Regions from separate parts of the Mus musculus genome. Here region 1 is linked to region 2. The links are chromatin contacts, called in public HiChIP or PLAC-seq maps. All regions are on one chromosome and are shown on one strand. The core of a region is the stretch at or near the end of the contact, and the rest is flanking DNA. Distances in the headings are between cores, read along the strand shown. Region 1 overlaps Map3k1 (mitogen-activated protein kinase kinase kinase 1). Region 2 holds the start of Gpbp1 (GC-rich promoter binding protein 1).

Region 1 (6,238 bases), core at 2,370-4,869, 290 kb before region 2:
GTGTACATGCTGGCAGTTGTACACGGTTAATTTGAAAAGTGGTTTATGCTGAATAACTGCTCTCTGACATTTTATAATCCCTGTTATTAACTGTGCACGGTGGCTTTTCACCCAGTCTTACCAAGAGTACTCGTTAAGAAGCAGGAAGACCTTTGGGTATCCTCTGGTTCCCTTTGAAATTGTTCACATGGCCCCCTAGCTAGGTTGGTTGGGCCAGCTACCTTCAGCATCCTCCTGTCTCCGCCTCACAGCCCTGGGCTTACTATGGAGGCTTCTATGACCAACTTCTCTAACTGTAAGTGCTTGGTGCTCATGCATGTGTAGAAAATGCTTTACCCACCATCTCCTAAGCCCCAAGAGTGTTCTGTTTTATTCATTTGTATGTTTGTCTTGTCACCAAGTCTTACTATGTAGCCCCAGCTGGCCTAGAATTCATTCGCTATGTAGACTAAACTGGCCTTGAGCTCACAGAGCTCTGCCTGCCTCTGCCTCCCAAGTGCTGAGACTAAAAGCATATGCTGCCACACCTGGCTCCACGAGTGTTTTTGAAAGACATCGCTAACCCTGGCTCAGGAAATGGGGGCATGGGGTCCAGCCTGTTTTCTTGAGATAAAATTTAAATGCATTTGGGAAATGCAAGAGCAAGTCAATTAGTTAAGGCCAAAACCTTCATGCCCCGAGACACAGAACAGAAGGTTAAACAGAAACACAATCCACGGCTTTCTGACTTTTCTTTGTGTGCTGACATTATTGCTTCTTAGCCATGATTAACCTTGAGTCTGTTTCACCCTGAGCTAGAACTCTTCATTCTGGAGCAAGTCAAAATAGTACAATTGGCCAATAGTTTCTAAGTAAGCGAGCCATAGAAGAGAAGTCACTGATGAGAAAACAATTAACATTATCAAAGGGAGGCCGGCACTGTGGGTAAACACCATGACTTATGATCCCCACGCTCACTGGTGTTTCTCTCCCACTTTGCAGCTGTGGAATAAAAGGACTTGAAGAAACCTGAGTCTGCCGGGCAGTGGTGACACATGCCTTTAATCCCAGCACTTGGGAGGCAGAGGCAGGCGGATTTCTGAGTTCGAGACCAGCCTGGTTTACAGAGTGAGTTCCAGGACAGCCAGGGCTACACAGAGAAACCCTGTCTCAGAAAAAAAAAAAAAATCTCCTGTGACCTTGCTTTGGAAGTGCTAGCCGTTACATATACCAACAGCCTGTGTAGACTTGAGCGCTGCAGTGGGCAGAGGTGGAAGGGCTGCCCTTCACCTTCCTGCTCAGGAGGCCGGCTGTCGCCAGCAACAGTCCACTTAGCTAAAACACAGCTGTCCCAATACTGAAATGCAGATTTTTGGATTTTGTTTTGTTTTTGTGTCTCTATCTGCACACGTTCCCCTCTAGTTTAGTAGACCTGTCAGTACTCATTTCTTTTTTGTCACCGGTAGAAATAACTGACGTCGCGGCTAAGCAGGTTTGGTTTGGTTTTATTTTATCATAGGAACACAGCTCGTGCGGCGCCCTGTACTGAGTGAGGCGTCCTCACATATCCACCACTCACTGCATACTTCCCTGGCTCTCTCTTGGCCCTTTCCGAGGGTCCTAGGCTGTTCCCTTGTTCTCCTTGCTCCTTGGTGTGTGATTTCCTGCTAGAGTAAGCTCTTAGACCCGTCTGGGAGCAGTCTGTGTCTCACGGAACCCGGGTCTTTCCCACAATTTCTCTTCTGGACACCACAGGCATGAAGAGTCTCCTTAGTACAGCCACCCAGAGTCTACACTATTAAAGTAGTTCCTATCTGTGCTAATGAATGACCTGTGCTAAGCAGTAAGATTGTGTTGGGACACTAGTAGTAGCTGCTCCTGCCACACAGGAGCACCCTAATCACAAGTAGAATTTGTGTACTTCTCAAATTCTGGTAGTAAAATGGATGCCACTAAGAGAGAGAGAGACAGAGACAGAGAGAGAGAGAGGGAGAGAGAGAGAGATATTATTAATATAGCCCAGGCTGGGCGTGAAGCTTGCAATCCTCCTGCTTCAGCCTCCCAGGTGCAGTTGTGCCCCAAGCCTGGTTTATAAAATCAGGTTGCCTGCTGAGCCATCCTCTAGGACACAGTTAACCCTTTGTACTACTACGTAGCCTATCAACTTTTTAAAAAATGGTAGGGTTCTGAGCGTCATTGAGCGCCATGTCTATGTGACTTCGTTGTGCAAAGCTGAAATCTGAGCCCGTTTTTGGGATTTTCCCAGAGACTAGAGTGTATTAGGGTGTTTCATTCCAGACTAGGTGGTTTATATTTGTAGATTAATTTAGGAATAATGAAAAAACCCTCTTAATAAATACCATTGAGATCTTGGCTTAGCTGGTTAAAGAATCGTGAAAATGCTTCCCTCACTGAGACATGCCTGTGGCCCTTGGGAGTTACAGCCTGTCACTTGGGGCAGTATTAGGCTAGCACTAATTGTCTAGTAGCTGCAGAGGGACCCAGTGCAACCCTCCTGCCTACTTTTATTGTTCCTCCCTCGGTAGCTAAGTCCTCCCGGAGTCCTGACTTCTTTATTCTATCTGCGCCTACAGTTTTGTTTTACTTAGTTTTTTCTTTGTTACTCTGATCCCACTCTTTATGCAGTGACACTTTTCAAGCATCCTACTTTCAAACTGCAAGATGTCCAATACCATCTCGGTATAGAGTGTCTTTGAACCAAGGCACACTCTTGGACCAGCCAACTATGAACTCAACAGGGAGAAAGCCCCTGGGGACTGCCCCCCACCCCTACACACATACACACCTCTGATACAGTATATCAGTCCCAGCACACTTGGCTCCTCCCATAGGAAAGTGCTGAAAATGCAGTCCGTCCTGTAAGATCTCCCAGTGCTGTGAGGAAACCAGGAATTTAGATCGCGTTGCAATGGATATGTAGCCTGCTAGGATAGAATAGCTAGTGACTACAGAATACTGTAGGGAATTTTGTATTAAAGACGTGAGGATAGGAAACTTTGCAGATTGCGTGTGTGTGTGTGTGTGTGTGTGTGTGTGTGTGCAGACTATCTGCAAAGACATGTATAAATTGTCAGTGTTCTTAGTGCTGTAAGAACGGGGCGTGCCTGGCGTGTAAGGCACTCCAGGAAAGGGGCCTGGCTTATGGAACTGATGAACCCATAGTAAGCTGCTTAGACCCAGACATTAATATAATCATAATAAATAATATAAAAACGACCTCTTCCAAGACAGAAGGGGACTCTTGAAGCACCTAGAGTTTCACAGCCGTACTCCATACGTGTAGAAAAAGCTAGGGAAACCTAACATCAGGCTGAGGGGTTTTAAAGTTCTAGATCCAGCATAAAATGGCCTGGGCTCCATGCACCCGGATCAACAGGAACAGTCCTGTCGGCTAGTGTTTGCCTTTCAAACTCATGTCACTGCAGCCTTGTTCTTGCTCTAAGTCTTCCAGTAGTTCTCCCCAGAAGTATTTTGGCTTTACTAGAATCAGCTAACTTAAAAGGTCAGACATGTATAAACTATTTTAGCTAAAAGCCCGTATGTTTCTAGGTAATAACAGCCATGGTACACTACCCCCCACCCCACACAGTGTGGTTAACCAGCCATCAGAAGTTCCTAGTAGCTTCAAGGCTTCCTGACTATAGTAGCTTTGGTTAAAAAAGGAAGCTCGCATTCTACTGTAGCTGTAGTGTTCCTTGGCTGGCAAGTCGTTGCTGTGTACATGTGCACACACAAATGCCTGACCACTGGAGACCCTGCTGTCTGTCTGTCCGTGGATGGACGACAAGCTAGGAGCCTGCTGTCTGTGGATGGAGCACAGGCGAGGCTATGAATAAACCACAGTGTAAGCACGGGAGGAAGATTTGGTTCCTGCTTTCCACTTCAAGGACAACGGAAGCAGTGTGTGTGTGGGGGGGGGGGGGGGGGTGTTTGTTTTGGTTTTTTTGTGGCATGAAAAATGGGATGTACTGCATGTTTTGTTTTGTTTTTCTGAGATCTCAGCGTTTGCAAATTATACCATTTTACAATCTATGAAGGAAAAAACGGTCACCTAAAAATTTACATGTCATTGCTCAGAGCCATTCAGATTTCAGATGACAGAGTGTAAAAAATGTGCATTTTAGAATTAACTATACAAAATACTTATGAGAAGGCTAAAACTCTTTGTTTATGTTTATAGATTGATTTAGGAATGATGAATTCTCTCAATAAATAACATCAGAGTTCCAGACGTAATCACAAGTGCAGAGTGATAAAAATACTAACATGGAAGTCATTCAGGGCTAGAAGTGGTAGGGAAGCCCTTAGGACTGCTGAAGCTGTTAGTAAAAGATAACTCGTTTCATCTGAGGCAACGGTCACTCGGTACTGCCTGTGCTCTGATGCACAGTGGATCGATGAAGCGTGTGCCTCCGCGTGAGGAGACGGGAGAGAAGCAGGAGTGTGAGCACCTATCTCCTCTGAGCTGCTCCCAGCCTGAAGGAGGCTCCCTGAAAACGCCCAGCAAGGGACCCTCACTTATCAAGGCTCCAGGAGGAGACAGTTGTCTCCAGTAGAGTTTGCAGTTGGAGGGAGGAGGAGACATGTTTGTAAGTTGCAGTGATCACTTTGAAGGAGAAAGAGCTGAGCTGGGAAAGGGTGAACTGACGCAGTCTCTGAGTGGCTGTGTAGAAGTGAATTCAGTGAGAAGTCAGGTGGGACATAGCCTGTCCAGGACACCCCAGAGCCTTGTGTCCTGGGGCTGGAGAAAAGGCAGGAGGGTGAGCCTGGGAGACTGGGGTGGCAGTGAGAATAAGCCAGCTCCAGAGACCCTGCCAGACCTGCGCGCCCCGTCTCCCCAGCAGTTGTTACTGCAGCCTGGAACCTTGTGACTCTTCATGGCTGAGGGGTTGCCCGAGGGTCCTCCGTTGGTTTCCTTCCAGAGCCTTGATAAGCATGCCTTGCTTAGAGTTTTAAGGAAGCTTCCTTCAGGAGGAAATAGGTACCCACTTTCTCCTGTCTTCTCCCTTTACCTCCTGTCTGACTTTCTTACATCCTCTTTTACTCTGTCATCACCATCGTCATGGTAACAACATCACAGTACGGAATCAGCAATGGAAACAAATCCTGCTAAGTAAATGAACCGTCATTTAAGCAGCCTTTCCACCCGGCGTTCCCTCTTGCTTAGGAACCTTTTTTTTTTTTTGAGTAGCAGGATGTCTGCTTTGTAGCCTGCCCTGTCTTTTGCAGGATTCAGGTCAGATGTAGAGTGTCAGGTCAGATGTAGAGTGTCCTTTTCTTCCCACGGGCACCTAGTCGTTTCCGACTGTGTCCTTGCTGTGTGCTGCTTGGGCCACAGTCTCGGTGTTTCATTGGTGTCTGGTGAGCACACCCTCGCCGCTCCTGTGTACCTTGGGTTTCTTTTGTTTTGTTTTTGTTTTGTTTTGTTTCTGTTTGTTTGTTTCACTCAAGCTGCTGCTTCTGAGTTGTGATTAACTGGAAAATTCCCTGACAAGTTCGAAGTTAGCCTTCAGGAGTGAGTTCAAGGTCATCGTTTCTGGTGTTTCTACGAGCGTTTCCCCTTCCTGTCAGCGTACAAAAATCATTATTCTCTAGCCTTACCGGGCTTTCCAAAAATAGCTACTGAAGTTAGCCTAGAATTCTAAAAAATGGGTCCTTCTCCCAGAATACAGGTGCTTAGCCGTCCCCGGGAGCCAGGCTTTGAAGCCTGCGCGCGCACGCATATTTGTGCACGCACACCAGTGGGGATGGGTGCACTTTGCAATTAGCGGTCTTGCAGAGAATGGTGCTTTTAACTACTAGACTTTGTGTAATTAGTTCCCTGAAGTCCCTCGCTTAAAGATTATCTTCATTCTGGTAACTCACTATTATAAAGTGAAGGTCAAAATGTTCGTAGCAGGTCCTTTCCACTCTAGTTATGAAGTATACACCAAGAGCTTCGTCATAGTGATCTTGTTCCAGGAACACGCAGACTTGATCGTGTTGTCTCAGGATATCGGCATGAGTCCTTAGAAAATCTAAAATAAGGGTAGTCGGGAGCTTTCCAAATACCTGTTTCTGGTATATCGTAATATCGGTGTGGTGGGCGGGCTTTGCTAAAGCAATAGCTGATGTTTTGGATTTGTTCTGGCATCTACTAAGAAAGGAGCTGCATTTGTATATTATTAGGAAGCCTACAACTTCTAGGTAGAACCTCCTCTTGTTAGAGATACCGTTAAAGTTGGTGGTAGCAGACAGT
Region 2 (6,988 bases), core at 4-2,503:
GCAGAGGCAAAAGGATCGGGCGTTCAAGGTTCTCTACATAGCTCTTTAGAGAAAGCAACACGAATCCTTGCCTCTCCCGTCCCCACTCGACCCATATTCAAACCCACCTAAAACAAACGGAAGTTTAAACCGGGTAGGTTGAGTAGTCAAGGTCCAGGGAGTAACTGGATCATTTCTAAAATATGAAACCAGCTTATGTAAAAAGTGAGGAAAACACATCTTAGACATTGGCACGATTGAAAAAAGCATCCTTTAGTTTTAAGCCCTTTTTCCCTTTGTACCTAGGGGGCAAGATGGGTAAAGATTGAGGTACAAATTAAGGCGAGTTTACATTCGGCGAACTTATAGGGGTAACGCACTAAACTACAAACCCTATAATGCATATAAAAAGTTTCTGGGAAATGACGCTCCGGTGATTTTCCCTCTTTAGGACGCTTCTCCCTCATTTCTTCTACTTTTTTCCTTTTAGAATTAAATCTCCAACCTTTCCAGAGTGAACCTTTGGCTATATGTAGAGAAAGTGAATACCGTAACTTTTTTTTTTTAAATAATCGTTTGTGCTATGCGGATACCCAGGACAACGCTGATGAAATAATCCATCTCCTTTGGAGTTATTAGAAATAGGAATTACTAGCGCGATGCTCTCTGGCAGCCCTTCGCACTCCGGGGGAACGGTGGCTGCAGCCGAGCCTCGCGCGCCTCCCTAACCCGGCTTCCGCGTGTTAACGTCCCGCACGCTCCGCGTGGCGCGCGACTGCGGCGCCCAATCACTCAGGCAGGGCCGGCTCCGCCCACGGAGCGCTCAGGGCCCGCGCCGAGCGGCCTGCGAGCCACGGCGGGCTTCAGGCGGAGCCGAACGAACGGCGCCCGCCGCCGGCCGTTCCGGGTTGCGCGGCGCTGCCGGGCAGACTCAGAAGCGCCGCACGCCCTGCGAGCCCGCCTGCCCGTCCGGACCGCCTGCGCTCGTCCTCTCCACCCCACCGTTCCCGAGCTCGGGGAGGGCCCGCGGCTGCACAGAGGCGCTCCTCAGGGAACGGACGGGAATTCCCCCTTCCACCGAACGTTCCGGATTGTTCACCGTCCTCACGTCAGCAGCAGGGGGTAATCCCCGGCTCCAGCTGCTCCTGACGTCACCGCGCCGAGACTCCGCCTCCCCGCCCCGCCCCCCGCCCCGCCCCCGCCCTTCCCCCGCGCCAGGCCCAGCCTCCGGGTCCTCCTCAAAGCCCCGCCCCCGGTCTAGCCCCGCCCCTTCCTCTCCCCCAGGCGCCGACGTAGAGGGCGGAGCTTCCCTGACCTGGGGCGTGAGCTGCTACTTGGGCCAGAAGGTTCTGTGGTGGAGGCCCTCCTCCTCCGGCTCCGCCCAGTGGGTTCGTTTGCACCGCGGCTTCCGCACCCTTTCTTCCTCCTCTTTTCCCCTCGCCCCGCCTCCCTCCTCTTACTTCTCAACCTCTCCGCTGCGTCCCCCCTCCCTCGCCACCTTCCACGATCTCGCGAGACTTGGCCCAGAACATTGCGGATCGGGTCGGCGCCATTTTGGGACTGAGACTGGTTGTGGGGGAGGGAAAAGCGGCAAAAGGGGATTATTCAAAGTACCGAAAACCTCCTCCCGGGATCGAGCGCAGCGGCACCCCCAGGCCAGGGGCACCTCTGGTGGGGCAGAAGGTAACACAGTCCCCTGGGCCCCGGACGGGAGTCTCGGGGACCGGGGGAGGGGTTGCCCGTGTCGGCGTTGGGGCTTGAGGGGTCGGGAGCGGCGTTGGTGGCGCGAGGCGTGAGGGTGCGGGCGGCCGGGGGGCGGCGTGAGGCGTGAGGCGCGGGGCGCCCGCCCGTCCTCCCTCCCTCCCTCCCTCCCCCCGGCCGGCGTTGACTCAGCCCGGCGGAGCGGAGGCGGCGGCGGCGGCCGTGGGGCGAGGTGGGCGGCGGGCCTCGGCGGCCGTGGTGGGGGGGGGTGGTGCTCGGCGGCGAAGGCCGGGAACGGCCGGGGCGCCCGCGGCGTCGGGCTAAGACCCCAGGCCCCGGCACGCGCGCCTTCCTGGGCCACCACCAGCAAGGCGGCCCCGGGAACCGGGGAACCGGGGGACCGGGGACTGGAGTCGCGGCGTGCGGAGCCGTGGACTTCCGCCGTGTGCTCGGCGGCGCTTCGCCCTCCCCGCCGCGCCGGGCTCCGTGGCAGTTGCGGTGGTGGTGGTGGCTGCTCGCCCAAGGCGAGCGCTCCGAAGTCGCGTCGGCTCCCGAGTCCGACGGGACCTGTTTATTTTCCCGGGGAGAGCACGGTCCTTAACGGGGTGGACGGGTCGCGTCCCGCACCTCCCACCCCTGGAGTTTTGGCCGAAACCTGTTTGCTTAATTTCAAGGGAATGGGGCCGAGCACCTGGAGCCGAGCGCTGCTCTCCCGGGCTTGGGAGTCAGCCCCCGGGCGAACCGTAGCCACTCGCCCTGCCACGCTCGCCTTGCCACGCTCCCCTCCCGCCCGCCGGCCTGCCCGCCGGCCTTCCTACTAAGCCGTAGTGGGGACAATCCAGCTGCTCCGTCCTCCGAGATTGCGTTTTGGAAGGAGCGTCACGCTCCTTTCCGCCTCTCACTCTCGGAGTCGGGTTCCCCGACGCTCCGTGGCAGCACCACCTGTCCATTTGTTTTCCTTTGGCACATGGGAGAGAATCGGGGAAGAGCACTGCTGAGACCGTGGGCCACTTTCGTAGTTTGAATATTTGCTCAAAGTTTTTAAGTTGGGCGCTTGCAACCTCCAGGGTACTACCTGCACCCAGTTCCCAGTTCAAATCGGAACTCTTCAGTGATATCGTCGCCCACAGTTTTCTAACTCCCTTCATTCAGTAGACTTCATCGAGGGCTAGGAAAAGACTTTTTCCCCAGCTCTCTTTTTACGGCTGTGTGGGAAAAATTTTTTCCCCAGAGGTTAAATTTTTTTCCAAATGGGGGTTAATTTTGATTTGAAAATAAAAACTGACTTAAGTTTTTTGTTTTTGTTTTTTCCTAATACAACTTTTACAGGTGGTTGAATTTGGCGTATGAAGATCATCATCTAGGTTTTGTTTAAAAGGCCCCGGATATTTCAAGTGGCCATTTTGGAATTACAGTTTTGTTTTTGTTTTGGGCAATTTTGCTCCAGAAGTTCATTAAAATTGACAAGAATCATCTCTGAAGTGAATTGATAGTAGTGAACAAATTCAACGAGCTACTAAAAGTCCCAGCCATTTCTTCAGTATTTTGGGTCAAACGGATTATATAAGTGGTTAAAGCATTTCATCTGGTGTTATTTTTGTCTCTTTCCCCTCTCCTGTTTGTGTTCTTCAGCCAAAACTGTAAGATATGTTTGATTTGTGTACCAAGTAGTTTCAGCAGTTTCAAATTACTGTTTAAATATTGCTGAAGTTTTGTGGCAGTTCTTTTTACCTTTATTAAAAGTTTTAGTAATTTTTGACTTCAGCTTTTTTCATATTACAATGGGACAGCTTTTCTAAATGAAGACATTGAAAGAATACAGCGTTTTTTTCTTTTTATCTTTTATTTACTTGGGAATGTAAGATGTTCCATTTTCACACCAGCATGGTAGTATTGAGATAGCTATTTGTCTATACACGCTGATGTTTAGAAGTAATCTTCAGATGTGAAATTTTTCTTTTTGTTTCTGCTTTTTGGCACATAAATTGGCTATTTCTTCTGGAGTGGATAAGTACAACAGTGACAAATACATGGAACAGTAAAGAAGACCTTGCTCTTAAATCCAAGGAACCTGGCTAACTCTGGATCTGACCATATGAAAACTTCAAAGTAAATATGGGTAGCTGACTTCAAGTAACTCTATGTCAAATAGTCATAGGTTAAGTATCTTCAAAGAACTTGGATATTTCAGAGGATACAAAATAAAAAAACAAACTGGAAAACATAAAGCTTATAGAGAAGAAATCAACACCTTCTTGTGCAGTCCTTTTGGAATTTGTAAGTACTTGTGAGCAAATAGATGTTCCTCTGTAATCTGTAATAAGAGTCAGATTGATCCCGTGTTATATTTGGAAACCTTTCAGTTTCTTGAAAAAAATGTTTCTGATTACATTTCTGGATAGTCTGAAAATAGCCAGCCATTTAGCTATATAGCAAATTGAAATGGGGATGATTTTAAGGTTTACAAATGTTTCAGACATTAGTCTTATTAAAAGTTTTTGTATTTTTAAAGTTGAAAAAACATAAATGCATCTGGTCAGTAATCACTTTCTGCTTTATGATAGCATATATATATATATATATATACATATATATATATATATAGAGAGAGAGAGAGAGAGAGAAATCACTTTCTGCTTTATGATAGCATATATATATATATAGAGAGAGAGAGCGAGCGGGAGCGCATAGTGCAAACGTAGGAAAGTCTACACAGTTGATGTCTGGTTGGTTTTATATTGTAAATGTCATGGGTCTTGATTACTACTTTATTTTCTAAGTGTGAGTTTAGACTGTATTACTAAACACATAGTTTAGAGATCTAGTTTAGCGGTAGTGTAACACAGAATAATGCAAGTTTGGTTTTAAATTTGATATCTTAAGAAATAGCTTGTTTTAAGGTACAACAATTCTATATGTTTAACACATTACAGACAAGTTTTTGAAACATAGCCGGGCGTGGTGGCACACACCTTTAATCCCAGCACTCGGGAGGCAGAGGCAGGCAGATTTCTGAGTTCGAGGCCAGCCTGGTCTACAGAGTGAGTTCCAGGACAACCAGGGCTACACAGAGAAACCCTGTCTCGAAAAACCAAAAAAAAAAAAAAAAAAGTTTTTGAAACATCTTATTGAAGCAGTTTGTAGTCAACACGCTTCAGTTAAAGGTTACTGGGAATAAGCACAAGCACTGAGCAAGTCCACTTAATTTTTCTTTTTTAAAGAATTATTTAGTTTATGTATGTGAGTACACTGTAGCTATCCTCAGACACACCAGAAGAAGGCATTGGATCCCATTACAGATGGTTGTGAGCCACCATCTGGTTGCTGGGAATTGAACTCAGGACCTCTGGAAGAACAGGCAATGCTCTAAACCGCTGAGCCGTGTCTCCAACCCCTGACTTAATCTTTAAACTGTATATGTGTGTGTGTCATATACATAACATGATATATGTACGTGTAAACTTATAAACTCTATTCTTCCTGATGGCCTAAGTTCAAAGATAGGTTTTTTTCTTTTTTCTTTTTTTTAAGTTTTGGATAGTATGTGCTGTAGCGGAAATTCTTTTAACAAATGTAGGAATCTTTAGTGATTCTCTTATATTTTCATTTTATTACTTGCTTGAGGGGGAGATTGGAGGGGTATTAGATCACTTGGAGTTGAAGTTAAAAGCAGTTGTCAGCTGCCTGATGTGGGTGCCTGCAGTCAAACTCAGGTCATCTGCAACAGCAGTATGTGCTCTTAACCACTGGGCCAGTTCTTCAACCTAGGCTGCTTTTTAGTTGCTATTAGTTATTACATTTAATTTTTCTGTGTGTTGAGGCATTCTGCAGGTTTTTTTTTTAATTCAGTAGAAAATTGTAATTTTTTCAACTCTTTTCCAAGGTTTTATATCTTCAGTAAGTTGTTTATTTCTAAACAGTTTCCCCCTTGCTAATCTGTTGAAGTATGTTAGTTTCTTTAAACCTAAAGAAGTGATAGTCTAAAAGTTAGTATTCAGATAGTCATGTTTAACATGTTCTGTTCCGAAGTTGGAGTTAGAGTTCAGTTCTCTATATTCTAACAGACTGGATTATATATGTTTTCTGTGTTGAAAGATCTTTAGTAGTTCTTAAAAATTAAAAAATATTGAGACAGTTATGTATTGAGGGTGGCCTGGAACATGGGCTCCTCCTGACTTAAATATGCTGAAATTGACTTGCATGTTGCCATGCCAGGTCTTGTGTGCAGCATTTTAATTGGTTTTGTCTTAATTTATGTAAAAATTGATGAGGACGAGAACATCCATCTATCACTTGGGACAGTCTATTATTTGGCTTTTGAAGTTACTTGTATAAAAGTGTGTATCTTTAATAGGAGTAAGAAATTGAAGTAGGTCCTGAGTGGTGTGTGAGCCTTTTTATCCCAGCATTCAAGAGACAGGAAGGTCTAAATCTACAGTTTCAGAGCAATCAAGCTCAAAAAATGGGGGGCAGAGGAGACCCCTCAAAAAACCTTCTCTTTCATACTTCTAGTTCCTTTTACTCTTGTCCTAAATGAGTTTTTAATGTAATTACAATAGCTAGCAGTTACAGAATATGGTGTCATGTTTTGCTCCTTTTACATGATATCCATTCTTAATACTATAAGGAGAGCAGTGTAATGAGTGGTGTGGGAAAGGGTTGCTTGCTTAGAATTAGGATCTGACCCTGCCCACACTCAATCCCCCTGACGGCTTTTGTTTGATTTTGAGGATGTGCTTTCATGCTAGACAAGCTCTCTCTCTGAGTAGTGCCCTCAGCCCAGTCTGTACTCTTAGTTGTTATGCTTTCAACTCATTTACTCATCTGTGCTAGACACAGTCTAGCCCAGCCCAGTCAGTACTCTCAGGCAGTTACTTTACTTACACTGTCCTTCTTTTTGAACATTTTCCTTGTAGTTATTTTTTTCCTCTCTACCATTCCTCTTGGGTTAACCCTGATTATACATACTCTAGAGGTTGGATAAGCTTAGAAAAGAGAAGCTGCTGTTTAGTTTTGCTATTTGTTGATAACTATTTGGATGATCTTTACTTTTAGTTACAAATTAAAATGTGGTTTTTTAACCATATAGTTCCTTACAGATGTGGATCTAAATATTAGGGCTTTTTCTTTCTGCTTTTGGACTGAAATTACTACATAGATTTGTTTGTTTGTTTGTTTTGTTTTTAAAGCTGTTGGTGAGATCCTCTTGCTTCTACCTCTTCGAGGAACTACAGATCCACACCACTGTAGTTGGTTTTGTCTGTGTCACTTATAATGCAAGACTCTGTGTGTATGTATGTGTGTATGG

What was found. HiChIP or PLAC-seq counts read pairs in DNA pulled down with a chosen protein or histone mark.
Region 1: an H3K4me3 HiChIP or PLAC-seq map of the 230-238 cell line shows a contact between it and region 2, with 18 read pairs. The contact joins the enhancer-like site here to the promoter of Gpbp1 in region 2. A contact is called at or near these places in 2 of 39 promoter capture datasets (the C10 cell line and the HPC-7 cell line), 9 of 115 datasets of contacts at active chromatin or transcription factors (the 230-238 cell line, effector CD8 T cells, embryonic basal ganglia and 5 more) and 3 of 9 other capture datasets (adipose tissue, embryonic stem cells and liver).

Annotation. Positions count from the first base shown.
Region 1 is chr13:111,776,217-111,782,454 of GRCm38.p6, reverse strand. The region is part of intron 1 of Map3k1 (mitogen-activated protein kinase kinase kinase 1); the gene reads left to right. Among named protein-coding and RNA genes, the nearest start is that of Map3k1, 30 kb to the left of the region's middle. Within about 2 kb of position 3,619, at least 97 of the 459 cell types and tissues checked have an H3K27ac peak or open chromatin away from gene starts, as enhancers often do. A contact at or near this core is called in the 230-238 cell line, the HPC-7 cell line, effector CD8 T cells and 2 more, where this site is marked.
Region 2 is chr13:111,484,392-111,491,379 of GRCm38.p6, reverse strand. Gpbp1 (GC-rich promoter binding protein 1) reads left to right here and starts at 1,253. Exons shown (of 13, transcript NM_028487.5): 1 at 1,253-1,662; 2 at 3,010-3,957.